2 separate regions of the Anas platyrhynchos genome follow, and region 2 is linked to region 1. Evidence: chromatin contacts called from public Hi-C data. All regions are on one chromosome and are shown on one strand. Each heading gives the region's core, a stretch centred on a gene start, on an enhancer-like site or on the middle of the called end of the contact. The rest is flanking DNA. Distances are from core to core; before and after follow the strand shown. Region 1 has its middle 28 kb from the start of LPL. Region 2 has its middle 88 kb from the start of LPL.

The links. A called contact is a pair of places that touch in the nucleus more often than the background predicts.
Region 2: a Hi-C map of liver shows a contact between it and region 1, with 2.5 times the contacts expected there. The contact joins two enhancer-like sites. A contact is called at or near these places in 2 of 8 Hi-C or Micro-C datasets (liver and subcutaneous adipose tissue).

The regions. Positions count from the first base shown.
Region 1 is chrZ:53,130,531-53,136,476 of IASCAAS_PekinDuck_T2T, forward strand. No RefSeq gene overlaps it. Among named protein-coding and RNA genes, the nearest start is that of LPL, 28 kb to the right of the region's middle. Within about 2 kb of position 3,746, at least 2 of the 8 cell types and tissues checked have an H3K27ac peak or open chromatin away from gene starts, as enhancers often do.
Region 2 is chrZ:53,246,821-53,252,766 of IASCAAS_PekinDuck_T2T, forward strand. No RefSeq gene overlaps it. Among named protein-coding and RNA genes, the nearest start is that of LPL, 88 kb to the left of the region's middle. Within about 2 kb of position 3,756, at least 1 of the 8 cell types and tissues checked has an H3K27ac peak or open chromatin away from gene starts, as enhancers often do.

The DNA.
Region 1 (5,946 bases), core at 2,496-4,995:
AGGTGCTCAAGGCCAGGCTGGATGGGGCTTTGGGCAGCCTGGGCTGGTGGGAGGTGTCCCTGACCATGGCAGGGGGGTTGGAACTAGGTGATCTGTGAGGTCTCTTCCAGCCCAAACCACTTTTTAGTTATGTGGATAATGACTGGGTCATAACTGAGGATGGGTGTGGATAGCATGAAGTAATGAACTGGGATGGATGGAGCCAGGGTCATTACTGGAATAATTACCAGAGTAATGTAGACACCAGCTACTGCATCCCTGGCTTCTCCCAGGGTGGTGCTTGCTATGGCAGGTGCTTGCAGTGGGCTGTGCCTGGGGTGGGAATGCTCTCTCTGTATGGGCTAGAGCATCCTGCTGGGACACTTCTGTGGGGGCCTAGCAGCTAGCCAGTGATAGCAAGCATGGTGTAAAACCCAAATCTCTATTACCACCACCATACCCACGCTGCGTTACTCAGGCAACTGAGGTGTGGGCGGCAGTTAGAGGTTGTAATTGTTTCTGGAGGGGAAAAAAAAAAAAAAGAAAAAGAAAAAACACGAAAAAAGAAGTGCTCTTTCTGTTTAGCTGCAATTTCTGACTGCACTTTAGACAAATTGTCAGAATCCACATTCCCATTGGCAGGGAGCCAGGCTCCCTGGCACGCTGATTAAACTGTGTGTGGGCAAAATGTAGGCAGATGATGGGGACCTGGTACAGTGAAACCTCGGAGAGCTTTGTTTTCCTTGCTGCTTTCTTCTTCTCTCTACATTCCTTCCAGGCTAGTTTTCTGACCATCCCTCATTGGGTCTTGAACCTCTGACTTTGGGAGCTGAGGACTGTGGACCTAGAGCAGCAGCTGCTCGTGGCTAATAACCCCTGCACGTTTGTCCACCTGCAGGCGAGCGAGTGAACCTCTGAGTGCAGTGAAGCTGCTGGAGAGACCCAAAATACCAGACTGCAGTAATATAAAGGTAATTTTTACAGGTGGATGGGGAACTTCCTTCTGCAAATGGCCCATCTGGACAGCAAGGCATGTGCTCATGCTCCTCATCCAGCTTCAGCCTGCTGGGGAGCTCCATCCACGAGGGCTCCTCTGAGGAGTGCAGCCACAGCTCAGCATGGGAGTGTGGTTGTGCTTGGGTGAGCTACACTGCCCTTCTCCATCACAGGTCCCTGGGCTCAGCTGCCCTGGAAGCGTTAGGGCTGGGGAATTTCGGAAATCAGCTTTGTAGCCTCTCTGCTGCTTACATCTCACAGCCACGGCATTTCCACACCCTTGTGTGCGAAGCCTTTGCACCATTCCCAGGACATCTGTCTGTCTGTCAAGGTGGGATCCCCTGGTTCAGAGAGGCTTGCTTGTTCACTAACCTTTTGTCTGTTCTCTCATCATTTCTCTTAGGGCTTGTCTGCACTCTGTCGGAAAGGTAAGATGAGATGAAGAAGCCTTTGTGAGTGCGGCATGCGTGGTGTAGGTACTCTTTTTCAGGAACACGATGGCTGGGCTCCACTGTAACACTGCATGGGAGCTGATGCCACCACAAAGGGCTTAACTGGATAGCTATGTCTGAAGTGAGGTAACTGCTTCAAAACGTGTGGGCTGCACTGCATTAAACACCTGTGTGGGCACCCTGATTCAGAGGCAGGGTGGCCTCGACGCCGCCAAGCTTCTGGAGTGTGGCAACAGGAGTCCCGTGAGGGCCTCTTTTCAACCGGAACATGTTCCCCTCAGCGATTTGATTCACGTCTTCAGCTAATTCCTCTTGAACTTTCTAAGAGATCTGGCACAAACAAGTCCCTGGAGGTATTCCGCAACCCTCTGGGCTGTTGCTGTGCTTGTGATTCATCAGATGTCTCTTGATGTTTAGCTCACTGCGCAGCCTGACTGACAGGGCCTCCTCGCCGAGCATCAGGAGCTGCGGACATCCTTCGGGGGCTCACATATGCCGACCCACCGTGAGGTCTGGGGCTCGGCCTCGCTTCATTTCAGAGCACAGTCCACTCCTCCAGGCAAGAGCTCTTTGCTCTTACGAGCTCAGGCTGCAGCCCGCCCCAGCCCTGATCTGTGTGCCCAGCAGCCCGGCAAGTTTCACCCCCAGCTTCCCTGGGAGCAGAGCAAGGCCAGAGCTGAGAACATGTGCCTGTTCTTCCTGTACTATTTCAACTGCAAACTCCCCAGGGCAGGGGCCTCAACCACGTACATTCAATAGTAATAAATATTAATCCCCATGATTTGCAAACTGCGAGGCTTTCGGAGGCTGGTATGACTTTAATGCAAAACACAGAAGGCCTGGCACAGTGTTTTGTGAGCCCTGGGGATGGTTTAACTCGTTCGAATGCATGCTTGGATTTGAGTCACAGATGCGATCAATCAAAGGAGCAGTCCTTTCCCTGTGACTCACCGAGGCTGATTCCGTGAATTTGAGGGGTTTAAATATCCACTTGACTCGACTCAGGCTTGAAGGAGTTTGAAAAATTCTGGATAATGAAGCCGCAGCTGCAGTAACCGGCCCTAGCTCTGGCAAGGTCAAGTAAAGATGACTCAGGTGCTAAAGGTAGAGGTCATCTCCTTGGCTTTCCTCCTCTGGAGACTGAGCTTTGTGGGCCATGAAATGCAGATTTGCTGGGGTGCCAAATGTGGAAAACTTACTCTGTAAATTTCCTCTAATCTTTCATCAAAATGGCTTTCAAAAGCAAACAGACAAAAACAAACAAAACCAAACACAAACAGCCAAACAAGCAAATAAAACACCAGCAAACCCACTGCAATGGGCTTTTCAGGTTTACCGTTCTGCTCCTGGGGGTTCTGATTTTGCCAAAGGACTTTACAATGGTGAAGGAGAAAGGGAAAAATATGGCCCAGTTTATTCAGTCAGATCCTTCGTGTTGCAGTACAGTTTTTATTCCACATTTCCTCAGCAGGTATGCTCTGAGACCCAGTGGGTTTCTGCAGCCCAGTGGGACTGTCCCACGTTGAATGGTGAAAGGCCACCATGCCCATTGCTGTTTCTGTTTTGGCTGTGATGGGTGTGAGGAAACACTGCATTTGTTTGGCTGCCTGTGTTACCCGTGGCATTGCCTTGCTGGAGTTTGTCATCCCTTGCTTGTATTTCCCCCTCAATGCTTTTATTGTCGTGCTAATGGACTGCACTGTATTTTTAATCTTCTCCTCATGCGATTGCCCTCTAGGTGGAAAATGAGACACAAAAAGCCCAAGCAATTTGCTCACTTGGGAATTTGTGAGCTTATATGAAACGTGAATTCCCATCTCCCGCTTCTGTGCCACTCTTCTTTTTCAGCTCCCTCGAGTACTTTGACAGCTTCGCCTCCATGACGAAGACCATCCCATCCTGGCCTTACCCTTCATTGCTGCTCTTGGCTTGTTTAGTTCTGAATTGCCGGTAGAGAAAACCTCATAAAATCACTGCCATTACAACTAACACCTCCAGCATATCCGCACCTCTCTTATTTCAGGGCAAAATGCCAGCTGAAGATCAAGCAGTAGCACCGTACAGATTTATTCATGGTCGCTTGTACGGCAGCCATCACCCGAGTTCAGAGTACTCTTATGTTAAGCAGTGTGTAAGCCCCCCCATGGCTCCACACTATGGCTTTGATCTGTTTGCTCTCAAAAGGTTTATATCCAAGCTGAAATTCAGAGGTAAGTGGTTTACTGGACTTTTTGCTGTTAATGCTAATAGGGTCAGGATGCACTGGCTGGCTGCAGAGCGTAAAGATGAGCAGACAAAATAGTTAGAAAAGACAGATAACAGAGACAAAGAAACAGGCACACTGCGATCGCTTTGCCCATGGTCAGACATTGTTATTGATAACTGTTCTTAAAGCTCTTGTTATGGACAATAAACATAAATACCAGTAGTTTGGATTGAGGGTAGAGGTTGGTAGTGCCCTGTCAGTGACTTTCATCCTTCCAGGTGAGAGAAGTGAAACACGATTTCACACACAGATACACACACACAAAAAAAGAATCCAAATTCTGTTTTTTCAGTGAGCTTGGACGTAAGTTTTTATTACAAATCAAGATGCAGAACATCCCTCACTTAACAGAAACACCCATCTGCCCAGCATTAAAGAACATTAAAGATTTTTTTGTAAGCTTCTGGCAGTTCACACTGGGAGTGCTGGGGCCAGTGCTGGGCTTTCCACTACAGGAGAGACATGGGGATACTGGAGAGAGTCCAGCAAAGGGCCTTGAAGTAGATGAAGGGAATGGAGAACCTCTCCTGTGAGGAAAGGCTGAGAGAGCTGGGACAGTACATCTTGGAGAAGAGAAGGGTCAGGGGGTCTCATCAATGTGTACAAATACACGAGCAGGGAGAGTGCAAAGAGGATGGAGCCAGGCTCTTTTTGTTACTGTCAGGTGACAGGATGAGAGATGATGGGCACAAGCTGAAACACAGGAGGCTCCCTCTGAACACCAGGCAGCACGTCTGTGCTGTGTGGGTGATGGAGCACTGGCACAGGCTGCCCAGAGAGGCTGTGGGGTCTCCCTCCTTGGAGATCTCCAGAAGCCACCTGGAAATGCTCCTGGGCAGCCTGCTCTGGTTGTCCCTTGCTTGAGCAGGGTTTGGACCAGGTGACCTCCAGAGATCCTCTCCATTTTTAACTGTTCTGTGATCCCGATTCTGTAGTTTTCCTGCTTAAGCACAGCACAAATTATACAGCATTGGCCAAGTCTCCTTATTAATTTCACTCTGTAAGCAATCATAAAACATTTAATTTTAGTATGTATTATTCAAGTTCTTCTCTGATTGTTTTTGAATCCTTTATGTATAATTCAGAGAATTCAGTACCACAGAAATTATTAACTATGGATATGTCAGATTACGAGAAAGCTAAGGAGGAGGGACAAGGATACTGAAAACTGAAGGAGTTACCAAAACCGTAACAAAATATTTTGAGTGAAGATTTTTCCTTGGACAATGAAAACAAGAACTAGTCCCTGATTTTAAGGCCAGAAAGGGCCTTGTTGATAATTTGCTAGAGACGGTCTGCAAAGCCCTGGGTGGGGTTGTTATTACTGGCACGAGGCTGTCTTTGCACCAGGTGAGCTGCCTGACTTCCCTGTGCTTTAATGCAGTGCGTCCCAGCCTTCATGCAAGGGTGATCCCAAAAACGTCACCCCGCGGTCCCCACATGTTCAAGGCCTCAATGGGAAGATCTGAAGGCTTCCACTTTGTGCCTCAATAGACTACTTTTCGCTTGGAAAAAAATGTGCCATTGTACCATTGTCACAAAGAGCACCAGAGCTCACATAGGATGAAGAGGACAACGGGGTGGGGCTGCAGAGGAAGAGCCTTTGAGCTCAAAGCTCCCCTTGCTCCTCCTTGCAGCTACACTAAATCTGAAACCCACCAGCTGCTCCAAGTCAAGCACTCTCTCTGACTCTTTCCCAAATACCCCTGGCCCTGGCTCTGTGCACCCTTGTCCCCAAGAAGCCCCAGGCCCTGTGTGCTCCTCCCATCCCGTGGCACCGCAGTCCTGTAACTGCTCTGAGAGCACAAAGCACAGCTCCTCCTTGCTGGCACACTCCTCACCATTTGCCCCCTGGCTTTCCTGGCTGCTGGGACTTTCTGATGGTGTACCTCTGCAATGCTCCCTGGACAAGAGGTTGCCTGGTCCCATCTGAGCCTGGATTACCGGGGTGCATCCTCCTTGTTTCTCCAGATATTGGTCCCCAGGTTATGCCCCAGAGGCAGAGGGCAGCTAAGGTCCCATCTGGGCGTCTGCACCACCTGTCTGGCACAGCAGCCATGAGGGAGCAGTGGCAAAACACAGCAGAGCAGAGCTCCTGCACCCACCCCTTCAGGCTCCTCATGTGGTTGACTAAGCTTTGTTGCAGTGTAGGGATGGCTTTGGCAAAATATGGGAGGGCACAGAACCTGATAGAAGGAGCTTGGTGTTCCTCTTTGGCCAAAAAAAGTCACTGCTAGGATTATTCACCCTTTT
Region 2 (5,946 bases), core at 2,506-5,005, 120 kb after region 1:
AAGTGGAGTTTGGCTTAATGTTTACACTTCACTCAAGACACAAGGTTGCAAGTGATGCAGTGGGTCTATCCTTTCTGTGAGGAGATGGATGGACTGGGAGTGTAAGCATTTTGGTACACATGGCTGGTTTGAGTCCAGCTGTAGTTCAAATGCACAATGTCCAGAGCAGGCTAATGGAGAAACAATAGGGAGAATTTTGTAATGAGCCTGGCCACAATTCTTTAGGAAAAATCTCTGTTGTAATTGCCATAATTATTTTTTGCAGTCAAATGAGGCTATTACATCAAAATTAGTGTTGACATATAAAGCAGGTCTTATGTTCTCACTTGTTAGTGTTCAGAGACCTTTTGCATGAGTTGTTATTAAACACAGCAAGAGACTTTGATTCAACATTCATTTAATAACACATTTTAATTTGTACAGTGTTATAGGCTGAAATTTCAAGTGATGCCTGAAATATTTACTGATCATTCACTGGTCCTGCAGATTTGAAGGAGTACTTACAAACTTCCAGGCCAATTCATTTCTCAAGGATAAAAAGTTGCCTTGATGTTCATGTCTTGGTAGAACCCTTGCTTTCCCTCTTGAGCTATCAAGATAATTTTCTCATAATTTTCTCATAATTTTCTCTGTCCTTCTTTTAAGAAGGACATCGAGGTGCTTGAGCGGGTCCAAAGAAGGGCGACAAAGCTGGTGAGGGGCCTGGAGAGCAAGTCCTATGAGGAGCGGCTGAAGGAGCTGGGCCTGTTCAGCCTAGAGAAGAGGAGGCTCAGGGGTGACCTTATTGCTGTCTATAAGTTCATTAAAGGAGGCTGTAGCAAGGTGGGGGTTGGCCTGTTCTCCCATGTGCCTGGTGACAGGACGAGGGGGAATGGGCTAAAGTTACGCCAGGGGAGTTTTAGGTTAGATGTTAGGAAGAATTTCTTTACTGAAAGGGTTGTTAGGCACTGGAACGGGCTGCCCAGGGAGGTGGTGGAGTCACCATCCCTGGAAGTCTTCAAAAGACGTTTAGATGTAGAACTTAGGGATATGGTTTAGTGGGTACTGTTAGTGTTAGGTTAGAGGTTGGACTCGATGATCTTGAGGTCTCTTCCAACCTAGAGATTCTGTGATTCTGTGATAGTGGAGAGGTTGTTTGTTCTTTTGTCATCTCATTTCCTTTAAATTTTTGTAACATAGAAGTCTACCCAACTGAGGTCAAACACAACAAAACAAATCAAAACAAACAAACTAACCAAAAAAAAAACAACATAAAGAACCACCCACAACTTCTTTTTGTAAACATGAAATTATTAGAACCAAGTATTCATATGTAGTATTATTTGAGATTAGTACTAGATTTTAAAACAGATTATAATTGGACAGATGATGGTTGGGTCAACTTGGAATATTTCAGCATAAAAATGTAACTTAAAATCAAAATAAAGATGATGATTTTAAGTGCAGGAAAAGAGTTTTGTTTTATTAGACCTTGGTGCTAGGGTGTCTGGTTAAACTGCAGAGTACAGACAGATTTCAGGCAGAGATTTGTCCAGTCAAGAATCTGGCATTTCCTACTTGTCTTCTTTGGCCTTTAAATAAATTATGTCTTCAGCTCTGAATCAAACAAGATTTTAAAGTCTTAAGGTGATTCTGAGAAAAAAACTCTAGACTGAATTGGCCTTTAAGAAGCACTTACAAATTCCTAATAAGTTTTTCTTTGTCAGCTGGACAAAAATAATAATAATAATAAAAAAAATTATTAACTCTGGGCAAGCTGTATACCTATTATCTGTCCGTCCCAGTGTGCCACAAAATAATGGAAGGTCTTTGCTCACAGGAGATTGCAAAATGCATCTTGAAGAAATTCTTTCTTTCTTTCTTTCTTTCTTTCTTTCTTTCTTTCTTTCTTTCTTTCTTTCTTTCTTTCTTTCTTTCTTTCTTTCTTTCTTTCTTTCTTTCTTTCTTTCTTTCTTTCTTTCTTTCTTTCTTTCTTTCTTTCTTTCTTTCTTTCTTTCTTTCTTTCTTTCTTTCTTTCTTTCTTTCTTTCTTTCTTTCTTTCTTTCTTTCTTTCTTTCTTTCTTTCTTTCTTTCTTTCTTTCTTTCTTTCTTTCTTTCTTTCTTTCTTTCTTTTCCCCCACCTGAGGCTACTCTGACATTTCAGCTTAATCTGGATGGGTCTGAAGGTCTCTGTTCAAAGAGCAGTCTTCTGCAACAGCTTGATGTGGGTATTTTAGCTGACAAGCCCATGAAAGACCGTTCAAGCTTGCCTCAGACATTCTGAGGATCTCTGGAGTGATATATTTTATCAAATCACCCTCTCTTCAGCAGTGAGAGGTTAAAGCATCGATTCTGCTTTCTTCCCAGGTATGCAGGTGAAAGATGAGAAAGCATCTTTACCTCCTGTGCCTCTGTGGGATGTACTGGGCAGTGCCATTGAGTGTTATCATCTCTACTCACCATGCTCCTGTTTGTCTTCCACATGAATACTCTTGTGACACTTTGACTGCTCTTATTTTACCACCAATACAAAGCTAAAGTTAAAAAACTCCCAAATTGATTAGAAAATCGTTACCTTTTAACTGGATGTAAAATGTTCAGCACAATAGCTATATTTCTCAAAATATTTTTTCTTTTCTAGGAAAATACCCTTACCATAGAGTTTGTTACTAAAATCAAAATCTGGCCATTGTTTCATTCCACTTAGATTTCCTTTTCCTTAGGTGTTCCTTACTTCAGGAAGAAACAATCAAAATGATGGTGAATGTGATTTTATTGCTCAGAAACAAAACAATGTTCTGACAAGAAATATATTTTAAAAAGTATAGAAAATAACGTGAAGTCAGACTTTGATTTGCATTTTCTGATGATACAGCCCTTATAATTATTGCTTTGTTGACTATGCCAGGTCTGCAAAGGTGGATCTGGAAGCAAAAATAAGGAGGTAAGGAATTATTTTTTTCCTTTTCATAATTTTCAGTCAGTTTTTAGTCTGTATTTATGATATTTTTTTCCACAGTCATAGGCAAACTTTGATTTAAATGCACAAAGAGAAAAAATATTCAGACAAAAATATATACTGCATGCCATATATTTTGATATAAGTGCTGTCTTATTGTGATATAGTTGACAATAACCACTGCCAAAACATATCCTCTATCTCATGTGTCACATTAGAAGACAAAGTGGAATAAGGAAAATTCTTGTTCATATTCTGCACTCTTTTCTGAATTTTAATTGGATTTGTTATCATGAAGATGGTCAAATATGACCATATTTAGCTGGGTTGGTAGGTAGTCACAAAAAAGTACAGTGGAGTTAACACAACTTTAAGATAAACAGGGTATTTCTCACTGAAATTAGCTATGTTTTCAAGCTTCCTGAAGAAGCATTTGACATTTTGACATTAATTTATAATCCAAACACAGTGAAGTTAGAAGTATGATGTGATAATAGATACCACTGTTTTCTCATTTCTCTCCAGATGCCACCTGGGAAACCAGGAGCAGGACTCTGGACATAAGTCTAGACCATGCATACATGCAGGCCAGGGAAAGAAACTGTATTCACAGCACAATGTTTAAGAAGACACCAAACATTGCATTGTAACAACAAGTTTTGGGGATTTTCAACTGGATCTGGATGAAAATTAGCATGCAATAATCTCAGCTACCTATGGAATAACAGAGTTCTACTTCTTCACAGATGATACAGCCTTGTCAAAAGTCTTTTCTGAACTCAACTTTAGTAAGCTTATCTTTTGTTGTTTTGGTTTTTCTTTTATCACAGTAGTCAAGCCTTGACATGTCTACTGCCTCTGCAGGCTACCACCTCCCCAAACTCACTGCAATGTCTAGAAACTTTTCTTGCTATAGCTCCCATAATGTCTTATAGAGTGTACATACAAGTATTAGAACAACTCCAGTTATTAAATTAATATTGGATTTGAGGCAATTAGCTAATTAGCAATGAGAAATTAGATAGCTATACTTTCTAGCTAGAAATGGTCCTTGAGAAAACCACAACTGTTTGTCTATGCACAAAGATACCATGGGTCTTTTGGGTCTTTGGCAGAGGAGTTCTGTGGTGTATTCACCCTTTGAGTGAGAACAAACTGCTCTTTCCCAGGCAGCCTTGGGGTCCAGAGACACATCAGGCTGCATGATCTAAGGCTACTAGATTTGAGCTGCAAGGCCTAGGATAGACATGGAAGAGGCTAACATAGGCTGCACATTTTTTTCTTACCTGTAGTGTAAATCCTAAAATAAGATGCATTTAAGAAATATCTTTTCATGCTTGTCTTTAGGTATAGAATCTATTAGGTGTCTAGTTGTAAAAGTGCTCTGTTACCTGATCTATTAGTTCAGAGGCAGTAGAATGCCTGAGTCAAGAATTTGAGGTCAAGAATTTCAAATTTGAAAAGAAGCTTGTTTATTTATTTATTTATTTCCAGACATACTTCCTGACAAGCTTGCTGTCATTCACACACACACACAAGAAACTTCTGTTGGAAATATATCTGGAATTAATTACTGTCCAAAGGGCAAAGGAAGCATCTGAGATTGTGGCACTTGGCTTCAAATCTTTGCTTATTCTAACACACTCCAGGAATGTGAAAAAAAAAACATAATGTTTAGGAGATAACTGAGCACTGACCATGTGAAGGCAGAGTTGTCTTCCTATAGAACTACAAAAAAATAAAAAATAATAAAAAAAATTGTCTGAATCTGGAAGGTGTTTGAAGATGCAGACTTCGAACTTTAAGTGTAGCCAGTCAGAAAAACCTCTTTATACTTTGATCATATCACCAGATGTGGACAAATGAATTTCCATGTGTAATGGTTGCAAAATATTAAAGTAAATCGTGTTTTCAAAGAATTTCCTAGTTGGCTTCCTTGTACAGCTATGGGCTAAACTTTCTCCAGCCCTTCAAGCACCTGTGAAGACACATGAGCAAAGGCACCAGCAGTAATAGCAAAAGCCAGTACAGCCAGCAGGAGCTGGCTCCCCAGCTGCCCCTTAACTGAAACCAGAATCCCTTGGAGGTATCTCTGTGGTTTGGAGTGACAACAAATGGCAGGAACATCCATAACACTGCTGCTGCATGGCTATTTTGTGGAGGGATGGGTCAGACCTGCTAAGGATAGTGAGATCTTTATTCTTCACCAGCAGCAAGTGAGGTCCCCAGCACTTGGGGGGAAGGTTGGTGAGAAGGAAAATCCCTTTGTTACACTTACAGGGTGTGAAGGCAAGGATGAAGAGGGCCTCTTCAGAAGCTCAGCATCTCCTTACTTTGATAGATGGCTGGTACAGCTCAGACTGTCATGGACAGCCTTATTCCTTTTCCCTGGTGATGTAGTCTCAGGCCATTCCCACCCTGCAAGGCATAGCTCCAGCTCCAGGCCTGATGCAGCCAGGCTGGCCCAGGACTGCATTGGGCTGGGCTTCTCCTGCTCTGGACATCTGGAGATAGACTTCCCTCTAGCGGAAAATCATGTGGCTGCCTCCCTGCTGGTGTGTGGTCCATCTGACTGGTGCTTGTGGTTCAGGTTCAGCATGCCATTTTGCCCAATTTTGCTCTAGAGGTGAAAAAGAAGCTCTTTGGAGTTACCGGAAAATCTTCTTGTATTTACTCTTTTCCGACATGGTTATGCATAACCTCACCAGCAACAAGAACAAAGACAAATGCAAAGTTTTAATTAAACAGCTGCATGCCCAGGAGCTCCATGCATGGGACAGAACCTGTAAGGTATGACAACCTATGTTGTCATACTGTGAGGAAGACAGGCTTCTCAAATCTTGTGTGAACAAGGCAGGGTTATAACAGTTCCTCCATGACTCTTGCACACAACACTAACCTCCTGTTTGTGCCTGCTCTTACTGCACTTTGATAACATCATTCTATGATGATTCTATGATGATGATGTTATGGCATAAAATCAGTGGCATCCAGTGGCCTCCTCTGTC